Regions from separate parts of the Hordeum vulgare genome. Here region 1 is linked to region 2. The links are chromatin contacts, called in public Hi-C maps. All regions are on one chromosome and are shown on one strand. Each heading gives the region's core, a stretch centred on a gene start, on an enhancer-like site or on the middle of the called end of the contact. The rest is flanking DNA. Distances are from core to core; before and after follow the strand shown.

Evidence for each region. A called contact is a pair of places that touch in the nucleus more often than the background predicts.
Region 1: a Hi-C map of seedling shows a contact between it and region 2, with 2.8 times the contacts expected there. The contact joins the promoter of LOC123398705 here to the promoter of LOC123452582 in region 2. A contact is called at or near these places in 1 of 6 Hi-C or Micro-C datasets (seedling) and 1 of 1 datasets of contacts at active chromatin or transcription factors (embryo).

The regions. Positions count from the first base shown.
Region 1 is chr5H:541,933,619-541,939,805 of MorexV3_pseudomolecules_assembly, forward strand. LOC123398705 (dehydrin Rab15-like) reads right to left here and starts at 3,589. Exons shown (of 2, transcript XM_045093152.1): 1 at 3,271-3,589; 2 at 2,693-3,172. The coding sequence starts at 3,459. The coding sequence ends at 2,921.
Region 2 is chr5H:541,820,432-541,827,184 of MorexV3_pseudomolecules_assembly, forward strand. LOC123452582 (pathogenesis-related genes transcriptional activator PTI6-like) reads right to left here and starts at 1,684. Exons shown (of 1, transcript XM_045129258.1): 1 at 1-1,684. The coding sequence starts at 850.

The sequences.
Region 1 (6,187 bases), core at 2,339-4,838, 120 kb after region 2:
ATGATCTATATCTATGCATTGTAGCCCGTAGCAACGCACATACGTTCTACCAGTTAGATGATAATTGTCATATCTATTTAGATAACTACTATCTTAACCATCTTGGGTTGTAGACTTACGATCCGATTGTAAAGACTTAACGGCGTGCGTTTGTGTGCATTTTCACAAACTAGCAAGTGCAGCGCGCGTGATGGACCAGCCCATTAAACAATGTATATTAGTACTGCAAAAACTTAGGCGTCAAGTGGGATTCGAACAACGGAGCATCTCGTTCGATAACCACCCAACCACCTAATTGGATGTGCTAGATAAGCTTATTTTAATTCTATTACTTATTCGTTTTTCAAACAGTTCTGCTTAGTTTTCTCTTTTTCTTTTTCTTTTTTAGTTTTTCTTTTTTCTCATTCTTATTATTTCTTTGATAAATTATGACAAATTTTTTAAAATTGATGAATTTTTTCCGTTTTTGATGAATTTTTTTATCAAATTCAATGATTTTATGATATACTTTTTAAAATTGGTGAATTTTTTTCAAATTTGATCAATTTTTTTAAGTTGGTTATTTTTTTAAAAATGTGAATTTTTTCAAATTCTTAAGAAATGATGAACTTTTTCCAATCAATGAACCTTTTTTCAAAATTGATGAACTTTTTTTGCAAAACCGATGAATTTTTTCGACAATGATGAACTTTTTCCATTTCTATTAGTTTTTTCTTTTAAATTTCGTCCGCCTTTTTTAGCCCGCAAACTCTTTTTTTGTGAATGATTTTTTTAGTTCCTGATCTTGCAAAAAAAACATACACATATGTTTTGAACAGCCAACTGGTCAGATCGGTTAATTATTGAACTTTTTTCTTAAAATCAGTGAAAATGGTTTAATTCAGATAGTGCGGCCAGAATGGTTCTTAAAACGTGCGCGTTGTATCTAATCACTATTATTGGATTACTGTGGCGTGGGTTCAATTCCTGTGACTCATAATATTTTTGCTGGTTTTTTTGTGATACAGTATTTGGATGCGCAACGTCTTTATGAGCCAGCTTCCAAAACAGCCCAGAAAAGCGATTTTTTGTGATACGGTATTTGGGTACGCTACGTGTTTATGAGCTTGAAAATAGCCTAGAAAAAAAGCATGCAGGCACCAAGTTTCTTAATCGGTTCTGAATATGTCGACTAAGGGTTTCCGGACTTAATCACCCTTCGCGTTTTCATTGGAAGTCATCAATTAGCGAACGCTTTTTCCGCAGCTTTTCAAAGAGCATTCTCGCGCGCTGTCATTTGACGCGTTCTCCGCCATCGCCACGTGTCATATTCTAAGCGTTTTCTTGGATTTTCGTTTTATTATTTTTTCGTACGTGTTTTTTACTTTCTAAATTGTTTTTTCTGGTGTTTCTGTTTTTCACCGGCCGTTCTTCGTTTTTTGACGAAAAAATTAATTATTTTTTGCGAAAACATGTTTTTTTACGAGAAATATGATTTTGCTTTTGCGAGAGGCATGTTTTTGCCTCCGCCGTGCCTTTCGGAAACAAAAAAACGTATTTCTGTTTTTTTTGGCGAGAGGCACGGTTTGCTTTCGCGAGAGACAGGTTTTGCTTTCGTGAGAGGCCCGGTCGTGTCTCTCGAAAAGAAAAAAAGTATTTTCTGTTATTTTTGTAATAGACATGATTTTGCTTTTATGAGAGGCATGATTTTGCTATCACGAAAGGTACGGTTGTGCTTCTTAGAAAGAAAAAAATGTGTTTTCTATTTTTTTGCAAGAGGTATGATTTTGCTTCCGCGAGATGCACAGTTTTGTTTTTGTGACACGCATGCCCGTGCCTTTTAGAAAGAGAAAAATGCGTTTCTTCGAGAGACACGATTTTGCTTTCATGAAAGGCACGATTTTGTCTTACGTGAGAGCCACAATTAAAAAAATATGCTTTTATTTTTCTATCTCGGGTGGCATGGTTTTTTTATCCGGTTTTTTTTTAAAAAATTCTTTAAAACCTATCAACATGACATCTATTTTTGAAGATCTCAACGCAAAAAATCAAATTGTAAAAACGGTTCAAGATTTGAATGCACAATTTAAGAAATAAAATATTTCAAAAAATAAATCGACGAAAAAAAAAAACTCACAGATTACGACAAGTGACACGCATACAGTGCGTCATTTGTCGCGACCTAGGATTTGTTAAAAAGAGTACTAGCTAATTAGTTTGTTCAAAAGGTGAACACTGTGGATTTATTTTTGACAATGAATTTATGTTGGCTCTATTTTCTTCATTTTAAGCTAAGGAGATGTCTTATCGAGTATATGACCATTTATTTTGACATGAGACAATCCAAAAGCGTCATAGATATTAACATAGTCATGATAATTGGGGTAAACCAAATGCTAGCTATAGTCGATGTTTCCGCAATTTTTTTTAGAAGATGTAACTGTTGCTCTTTTCGTTTTGCACCAGCATGCTTTTTTTTTAGAAGATGTAACTGTTGCTCTTTTCGTTTTGCACCAGCATGCTTTCTACTTTGTGTACAACATACTAGAACATATAGACTTATATTTAGTAACGGAGGGAGTAGAACATACGTTCTGGGTGCAAGGGTAAAAATGACATTGGTCCTTCGTTGGACAGACATAAGGGCCTGATTTCCTTTGTCAGAGAAACAAGTTCAGTTGATTCGCAAAAAAAAAGAAAGAAAGAAAGAACGAACCGAAACAAGTTCACTTGTATTCTGAATTTTTTTTCAGCAAGAAGACACAAGAACACACAAACATAAACACAACGCACGCTGTATACAGAAAAGTGTCCCCGACACAGATGAAATCAGAGGCAACGTTTCGTTCAGCTTCATCTTATTATTGAATGAAGATCACGTGGAACTGGAAGGCTTCGACGCGTAGCTATGCAAAGAAAGCAGCCAGCCGGAGCCGGCGGCTCAGTGCTGTCCCGGCAGCTTCTCCTTGATCTTGTCCATGATCCCCTTCTTCTCGCCGGTGCCGGCCATTCCTGCGTGCCCTTGCTGCCCGTAGGCTCCACCAGTTCCAGTTCCCGGCCCGTATGCTCCTCCGGTTCCAGTCCCCGTCGCCATGTGCTGCTGGTTGTCCTTGTGGCCGCCGGGGAGCTTCTCCTTGATCTTCTCCTTCATGCCCTTCTTCCTCCTCCCGCCCATGCCGTCGTCCTCGGAGGACTGCACACACACACACACGCATACAGGCACGGAAATCAGCATCTAAACATACAGAAGCACGTGAATGCGTACATGTGTGTGTCGACAGAGCATCATACCGAGCTGGAGCTGGAGCTGCCGGAGCGATGCAGTATCCCACGGGTCTTGTGCTCCTCCCTGCGGGCCTGGAACTGCCCGCCGGTGCCGGGAGCGGCGTGCGCTCCCCCCATGCCGCCGGCCAGCGGGAACGGGTTGCCGTACTCGTCGACGCGGTTGGCGGGGTTGTCGTGCTGCCCTTGGAACTCCATCTTGCCTGCTACTACTACCTTGGATGATGGACTCTTCTCCCTGAACCGGACTGCGAGTTGAAGTGTTGTGCCTTCAGCTAGCTTTGGACTTCGGATGACAGACAGACAGACAGACAGCTCGTGGGTCGTGTTGTGCAGCGAAGAGTGACGCCGGGTGGATATTTATACCGTGGCGACAGGCCGGGTTGTAACGGGATGTGGCAGGCCAGGTGGCTACTGCAGGGGGGGTACGTGTGCTTTCGTGGTGAGTCCGGCGGCGCAAGTGGTCGGCGTGGGCGCACGGATAGCCGGGACGCGTGCACGCGCCGCGGTCCTGAACGTGTCGGTGGCGACACTGACACGTACGCGTTCGGCTGTTCTGGAAGGGTGACTTGACAGATTAGCTCGGCGTTCTATTTTTGATGTTACAGTAGTACTACAGTTTAGTACAGCACGGTGACGGTGAGTAAGATGAACAAATTATAGGGCAGTGCACCTTGTTTCGTGACTTCATCTGTCGTGTTTGGATCCTAGGGTTAGAGTCAGGCCCGGTCATGGGGCAGGGCGAGCGGGGCGGCCGCCCCGGGCCACCCAACGAGAGGGGCCCCAGCCCAGTATGCCTTGCTTACTAGTGGCGGAGGAGGAGGTGATCCTTTTTTGCCGGCGGCTTCAGCGACAGCGCCATGAGAGCTGAGCGAGGGCGCATAAAAAAAGTAAATAACTGAACGATAGTTTCATACTCACATGGGTCGTAGGCCTTTTCCTTTGATACATGACGTGAAAGGGTATTTTACCTGATGTTTCCACTGGATGAATTGGGTGGGCCAGATGACAAGCACAGAGCTATTGTTTAGAGTAAAAATACACATTACAAATTAGGTAAAGATGCTATGCAGAAACGAATTAAATACTCACTCTGTTTTAAATTACTTGTAATTAGAAATGAATGTATCTAGATGTATTTTTAGTTCTCGATACATCAATTTCGATCCATTTTCCCAACAAATAATTTGGGATGGAGGGAGTACTAGAGTATTTATTTTTCTGACAACAAGAGTCCTTTATGTAGTCTCTTGTTTTTCATCCTCCCAAACCAAAAGGTAATCACCTTGCTTTCATTTTAGATGTTTGGTACAGTTATTTATTTTATTTAGCAGTCAAATACTTCCTTAGTAACCTATGTGAGAGGGGTAGTTTATTTGTTTATTGATGGTGAATGAAACATTTGGTTAAGGTTTTTTTCACCAGTGATTTTGGATATAGTTATTTTAGCATAACATGGCTTTTGTTCACACTTTCTGTTTGATATCATTTTATATCATATATGTTAATTATTATTTTGATGGATACATTAAGGGCCCTCGGGTTCAACTTTTGCCCCGGACCTTCGAAATTTCAGGACTGGCCCTGGTTAGAGTTAGAGTGAGTTAGATTTGAATCATCTAACCCTTAAAGATCCAAACAGGTGGGTTAAAGTTGGTTAGATGCATCTAACTCATTCAAAAACTCTAACCCATCCAAGAGGTGCTTTTTTGGGTTAAAATAGGTGGGGTCCAGGGAAAGAGAGAGGTCCAAAATAATCAAATGATTGAGAAAGAGCATTTATTGTCCATCTAACCCTCCCATCCAAACACATTTAGAGTTAGAGTTAGTTCAGGTTAGTTCAAGGGTTAGAATCTAATTATAACTCTAACCAGGTTAGAGTATCCAAACAGATTACTATGATGAGACGCAAGTGACGAATAAAAAATGCTTGTTACAAAAAATATGATCGACAAGAGTAGAAAATGAAATGAAAGACAATTTTTCTATTACGGTAATAACATTTATAGATTGATGTTCGATAGGAAGAGTTTTTCCGATGAAGCCAAGAATTGTATGCCAAAACAACTGAAATTGTCATGCATTTGTAAAGGATTTGCCGTGTACAGATGCGAAAGTAGAGAAAAAAAATGCCCTGCCGCGTATAGTAACTTCTTATAAATTGCCATGTGCTTGATCTCAGTCCGATTGCAACGAGGGCGTTGAAGCCCCTAAAAATCTGACATTCGTTTGGCATATGGAAGTCCGTCTTATCACAAAAAAGAGGAGCCCATCCCTCTAAATTCATCAACAATAAGGCAACGATCTGCGCCGGCGGACCGGCATAACGAATGAGTCGGTCACGTCCAGGCTGTCCGATGCAGTGATCCATCGTCGTTACACCTGCGCGTCCAGGCTGTCCGATGCAGTGATCCATCGCCGTTACACCTGAGCGCCCCACTCAAACAAACCGTTGTAGCAAAAATCTATTATCTACTCCCTCCGTTCCTAAATATAAGACCTTTTAGAGATTACACTATAAACCACATACGGATGTACATAGACATATTTTAGAGTGTAGATTCACACATTTTGCTCCATATATAGTCTACTAGTGGAATCTCTAAAAGGTCTTATATTTAGGAACGGAGGGAGTATGTTGCAACCTCACCCCCCAAGCACGACAAGGAAAATACCCCCGCGTCGGCCCGTCCCCGATCAACGGCGTCGGTGATCGACCCCATCGATTTTTTGCTGCCAGCGACCAGGAGAGCTCGAGGTGGGGCTCCCCCATCTATCACGGGGCCCGAGATTTGCTTCAACCATGAGTCACATTCAAGATTAATTACTTGCTGCCATGGAATTGGGCTCAAGCTCCGTCGTTGTCGTCGTTCATGGACGAACTCCTGTGAGGCAGCAAGACGTTTGTGGTAGTGTCCACGTGTTG
Region 2 (6,753 bases), core at 434-2,933:
CCGCCGGCGGCATCACGAAGTCCTCGCTCTCCCACCACGGCAGCTGCCAGTCGAACTCCGTCGCCTTCGACTCGCTCTCCCACCACGGCTGCTGCCAGTCGAACTCCGCCGCCTTCGACGGCGGCGCGGCCGAGGTCAGGTCGCAGAGCTCGCCGTACAGGTGGTCCACCGGGCGCGGCGCCTCGCTCGGCGCGCGGCGGAGGACGGGGTTAAGGGGCGACGCGAACGGGTAGAACGAGTCGGCGTCGTTGTCCTCGGGCTCGGGCTCCGACGGCGCGGAGGGGAGGATGGTCGCCGGGGCCTCTGCTGCTTCCGATTCCCCGGTGGGACGGAGCTTCGCCTGCGGCGGGGAGCGGGGCTTGGTGGACGAGACGTAGTCAGAGTCGGAGCTGGAGCTGGACGAGAAGTTGGTGACGGCGCGGGATCCCTTGAGGCGTAAGGCGGCGTCGTCGTACACGGCGGCAGCCTCCTCGGCGGTGTCGAAGGTGCCGAGCCACAGCCGCTTCCGCAGGCTCGGGTCGCGGATCTCCGCGGCGTACTTGCCCCACGGCCGCCGTCGCACGCCACGGAACGGCCGACGGTCGCCGGCCTTCGCGACGCGCCGCCGCGCCAGAGCCTGTCTCCGTGGGAAGGACGGCGCCGGAGATGTCAGAGAGGAGGCCTTCACGCTGATATCGATGATCTCCCGCACGCGCAGCTTGTCGCGCTTCACCCCTTCATCCCCCGAGGAGTCGGACTCGGTGGCGTCGGCGTCCACGAAGAAGACGCGGACGCGCTTGGGCCCGGGAGCGAGAAACCCGACGCGGCGGGTCCGGCCGGCGGCGAGGGAGTCGGAAGAAGACAACCCCATCTCCGCCAGCGCTACTGAGATTCCACCACAAATCTCATCCAAGAAACACCACCAAGAAAGCCTCGTCCAATTTGGGGAAAACACGAGACCAAAAAGCTTCTCCGAACTTTCCCCTTGCAGATACTCGCCGGAATCAGCGAAGAATGGCTGGGAAAAGGCTTGGGTGTGGGGATTGGAGCTTTTGCTGGGGCTCGGCGCTGAGATCTGCCGCTCCCAGTGAGCGAGCTCACACTCCAAGAAACGGGTCAAACAAGCAAAGGCGCCGGCGCGGCGCCAGGAATCCCCAACCCGATGCCTCGCGGCTAGACACGAGGCGCCGGATTTGGGCAAGGGGGGTCGCCTCTCGGCTGGTCCGGACGGATCGAGGCGAGGGGGAAAGTAATCTTGGGATGATTTGGGGGGTTTAGACAGGGTTCTACCGGGGGCGGGTCGGCGGGATAGAAGCAGGACTGAGGTTTGGTTGAGACAGAGCTTGGAGAAAGGTACTAGTAGTACCAGCGGACGGAGATGGTATAGATTCACTCACGGCACAGGTGGATGCCACTACTGCTCCTCCCTCTCGCCCTCTCGATCTTATCACCCCTCGTGATTTTACGCTGCTGCCCTCCGCGTGACCCGCTCCGCTCCGCTCTGCTTTTGACAGGGAAACGAACGCATGCAGTGGTGCAGAGGACTGGGGCGTACCTTTGGGGGATTTGACGACTTTGCCCCTCCTCCTCCTCGACTCTTGCCTGATTCGAATTCGAATTGGATGTCCATTGCACAGCATGCGACCAGGTTGAAGTGAGTTTTTTTTATAACAGGTTGAAGTGAGTTAAGCTCGTGCGTTGCTCTGTGTCACCAGGTTGCACAGCATGTTACAAGCAGCGTTCTTGCAAATTGTGTGCTTGGCATAGTTTTGGATGACTTGTTCACAAGAAAAGTGGATTGGAACTTACACTTTTGTTAGGTGTGTGACTCGATGGGCATGATATGTCTTGGCCGGTCAATGGCCGGTCAGAAAAAGCCAATCTAGACGCGTTTCTCGGACCGGCCCATACGCTCGGATCGACCGACACCTTTTAATTCAGTTTAAATATGGGTCTGATATGAGGACGTATGAGCACGTCATCGAACTAACCGAGGGGGAGGGGCACGATCATAACCGATGCGGAGCCTGATGAGAGGAGGGGGGCGGGGGCCAGGTCGATCTGGGGCCTCCTGCTTGAGGCTTCGTCATGACCCACGCGCTGACGGAGTTTGAGGTGGCCCAAGCGATGGAGCCATTCTTGAGTCCATCTAGTCAGAGGCCGCGATGGAGGCAAACCGTCGCTTCCTCCACAAGCACGGCGCAAAGCTCGATGAAATCTTTGTCGAGATTGTCCGACAAGGAGCTGGAGGTGAGGCGGGTGGCCATTTATCTGGAGGCACAGAGGTTGTTGTCATCTTCAACGAAGAGTATGTAGGCTAGCTAGGTTATCTATGTAGTATGCTGATTTTATTTTATTTTGCATGCTTTCGCATGGATTTAAGGTATTTAATATGAGATAGTTGGATGTATGGAGAAAAATAAAGAATGATCGATCACGGTCCACGAACACGCCGACGTGTGTTCATGGTCGAAAATCGGATTTTCGAAGTCCGGCCAAAGATGTTTTTAGTCATGCATTTTGGATTAACTAATACACCTACTACTTGCATGAGAATGATTAACGAGGTTACGTACTTGTAGTGTTCTATTTCAATAATATGCTGATTTAATAGTACTCCCTCCGTTTCAAAATATAAGACTTTTTAGAGATTTTATTATAGACTATATACGGGTGTATATAGACATATTTTAGAGTGTAGATTTATTCATTTTGCTTCGTATGTAGTTCATAATGAAATCTCTAAAAGGTCTTATATTTAGAAACGAAGTTACCTACAACACGTTCCTTCATTAGTTTATTCCAAAAAGAGGTGGAAAGTGTATCTAATATCTAAAGGGGGGATTACTAGCCTCGGGTATGCTGATGACACTTGCTGTTCTTAGCAAATTCTTGTGACAAGGCCAGAAATTTTAAATGGATTCTTTTTTGCTTTGAAAATTTGTCTAGGATGAAAATCAACTTTCATAAAAGTGATCTAGTGACTATTAACATTGAGGAAGAGATGACTAAAACGTTTGCCCAAATCTTTAGTTGCAAAATTGGTTCCTTCCCCCATTAAGTATTTGGGAGTGCCTCTGCACTATGACAAGCTACGTAGGGAATGTTGGAAATATGCCCTAGAGGCAATAATAAATTAGTTATTATTATATTTCTTTGTTCATGATAATCGTTTATTATCCATGCTATAATTGTATTGATTGGAAACACAGTGCATGTGTGGATACATAGACAAAACACTGTCCCTAGTAAGCCTCTAGTTGACTAGCTCGTTGATCAAAGATGATCAAGGTTTCCTGGCCATAGGCAAGTGTTGTTACTTGATAACGGGATCACATCATTAGGAGAATCATGTGATGGACTAGACCCAAACTAATAGACATAGCATGTTGATCGTGTCATTTTGTTGCTACTGTTTTCTGCGTGTCAAGTATTTGTTCCTATGACCATGAGATCATATAACTCACTGACACCCGAGGAATGCTCTGTGTGTATCAAACGTCGCAACGTAACTGGGTGACTATAAAGATGCTCTACAGGTATCTCCGAAGGTGTTCGTTGAGTTAGTATGGATCAAGACTGGGATTTGTCACTCCGTATGACGGAGAGGTATCTCGGGGCCCACTCGGTAATACAACATCACACACAAGCCTTGCAAGCAATGTGACTTAGTGTAAGTTGCAGGATCTTGTATTACGGAACGAGTAAAGAGACTTGCCGGTAAACGAGATTGAAATAGGTATGCGGATACTGACGATCGAATCTCGGGCAAGTAACATACCGAAGGACAAAGGGAATGACATACGGGATTATATGAATCCTTGGCACTGAGGTTCAAACGATAAGATCTTCGTAGAATATGTAGGATCCAATATGGGTATCCAGGTCCCGCTATTGGATATTGACCGAGGAGTCACTCGGGTCATGTCTACATAGTTCTCGAACCCGCATGGTCTGCACACTTAAGGTTCGACGTTGTTTTATGCGTATTTGAGTTATATGGTTGGTTACTGAATGTTGTTCGGAGTCCCGGATGAGATAACGGACGTCACGAGGGTTTCCGGAATGGTCCGAAAACGAAGATTGATATATAGGATGACCTCATTTGATTACCGGAAGGTTTTCGGAGTTACCGGGAATGTACCGGGAATGACGAATGGGTTCCGGGTGTTCACCGGGGGGGGGGGGGGGGGCAACCCACCCCGGGGAAGCCCATACGCCTTGGGGGTGGCGCACCAGCCCTTTGTGGGCTGGTGGGATAGCCCAAGAAGGCCCTATGCGCCATAGGAAGAAAATCAAAGAGAAAAGAAAAAAAAAGGAGGTGGGAAAGGAGAGAAGGACTCCACCTTCCAATCCTAGTTGGACTAGGATTGGAGGAGGACTCCTCCTCCCTTGGTGGCGTAGCCCTTGGGGCTCCTTGAGCCTCAAGGCAAGCCTCCCCTCCCTCCTCCTATATATATGGAGCAATTAGGGCAGATTTGAGACAACTTTTCAAAGGCAGCCCGACCACATACCTCCACGGTTTTACCTCTAGATCGCGTTTCTGCGGAGCTCGGGCGGAGCCCTGCCGAGATCAGATCACCACCAACCTCCGGAGCGCCGTCACGCTACCGGAGAACTCATCTACCTCTCCGTCTCTCTTGCTGGATCAAGAAGGCCGAGATCATCGTCGAGCTGTACGTGTGCTGAACGCGGAGGTGCCGTCCGTTCGGCACTAGATCGTGGGACAGATCACGGGACGGTTCGTGGGACGGTTCGCGGGGCGGATCGAGGGACGTGAGGACGTTCCACTACATCAACCGCGTTCACTAATGCTTCTGCTGTGCGATCTACAAGGGTACGTAGATCGGAAATCCCCTCTCGTAGATGAACATCACCATGATAGGTCTTCGTGCGCGTAGGAAAATTTTTGTTTCCCATGCGACGTTCCCCAACAGTGGCATCATGAGCTAGGTTCATGCGTAGATGTCTTCTCGAGTAGAACACAAAAGTTTTTGTGGGCGGTGATGTGCGTTTTGCTGCCCTCCTTAGTCTTTTCTTGATTCTGCGGTATTGTTGGATTGAAGCTGCTTGGACCGACATTACTCGTACGCTTACGAGAGACTGGTTTCATCGCTACGAGTAACCCCCTTTGCTCAAAGATGACTGGCAAGTGTCGGTTTCTCCAACTTTATTTGAATCGGATTTGACCGAGGAGGTCCTTGTATAAGGTTAAATAGCAATTCATATATCTCCGTTGTGGTGTTTGCGTAAGTAAGATGCGATCCTACTAGATACCCATGGTCACCATGTAAAACATGCAACAACAATTAGAGGACGTCTAACTTGTTTTTGCAGGGTATGCTTGTGATGTGATATGGCCAACGATGTGATGTGATATATTGGATGTATGAGATGATCATGTTGTAATAGATAATATCGACTTGCACGTCGATGGTACGGCAACCGGCAGGAGCCATAGGGTTGTCTTTAAACTAACGTTTGTGCTTGCAGATGCGTTTACTATTTTGCTAGGATGTAGCTTTATTAGTAATAGCATGAGTAGCACGACAATCCCGATGGCGACACGTTGATGGAGATCATGGTGTGGCGCCGGTGACAAGAAGATCGTGTTGGTGCTTTGGTGATGGAGATCAAGGAGCACGTGATGATGGCCGTATCATGTCACTTATGAATTGCATGTGATGTTAATCCTTTTATGCACCTTATTTTGCTTAGAACGACGGTAGCATTATGAGGTGATCTCTCACTAAAATTTCAAGACGAAATTGTGTTCTCCCCGACTGTGCACCATTGCTACAATTCGTCGTTTCGAGACACCACGTGATGATCGGGTGTGATAGACTCAACGTTCACATACAACGGGTGCAAAACAGTTGCACACACGGAACACTCGGGTTAAGCTTGACGAGCCTAGCATGTGCAGACATGGCCTCAGAACACATGAGACCGAAAGGTCGAGCATGAATCGTATAGTTGATATGATTAGCATAGAGATGCTTACCACTGAAACTATTCTCAACTCACGTGATGATCGGACTTGAGATAGTGGATTTGGATCATGTACCACTCAAATGACTAGAGAGATGTACTTTTTGAGTGGGAGTTCTTAAGTAATATGATTAATTGAACTAATTGTCATGAACATAGTCTAATGGTCTTTGCGAATTACGATGTAGCTTGTGCTATAGCTCTACTGTTTTTATATGTTCCTAGAGAAAATTTAGTTGAAAGTTGATAGTAGCAAACTTTGCAGAGGATTGTCCTCGTTGCTGCGCAGAAGGCTTATGTACTTAATGCACCACTCGGTGTGCTGCACCTCGAGCGTCGTCTGTGGATGCTGTGAACATCCAACATACACGTTTCTGATGACTACACGATAGTTCAGTGCAAAATACTTAATGGCTTAGAAGCAAGGCGCCGAAGACGTTTTGAAACGTCACAGAACATAAGTGATGTTCTAAAGAGATGAAATTGTGATTTCATGCTTGTGCCCTTGTTAAGAGGTACGAGACCTCCGACAAGATTCTTTGTCCACAAATTAAAGGAGAAAAGCTCAATCGTTGAGCATGTGCTCAGATTGTCTGAGTACGGCAATCGCTTGAATCAAGTGGGAGTTAATCTTCCAGATGAGATAGTGATGGTTCTCTAAAGTCACTGCCACCAAGCTGTGAGAGCTTCATGATGAACTATAACATATCAAGGATAGATACAATGATCCTTAAGCGATTCGCGATGTTTGACACTGCGAAAGTAGAAATCAAGAAGGAGCAT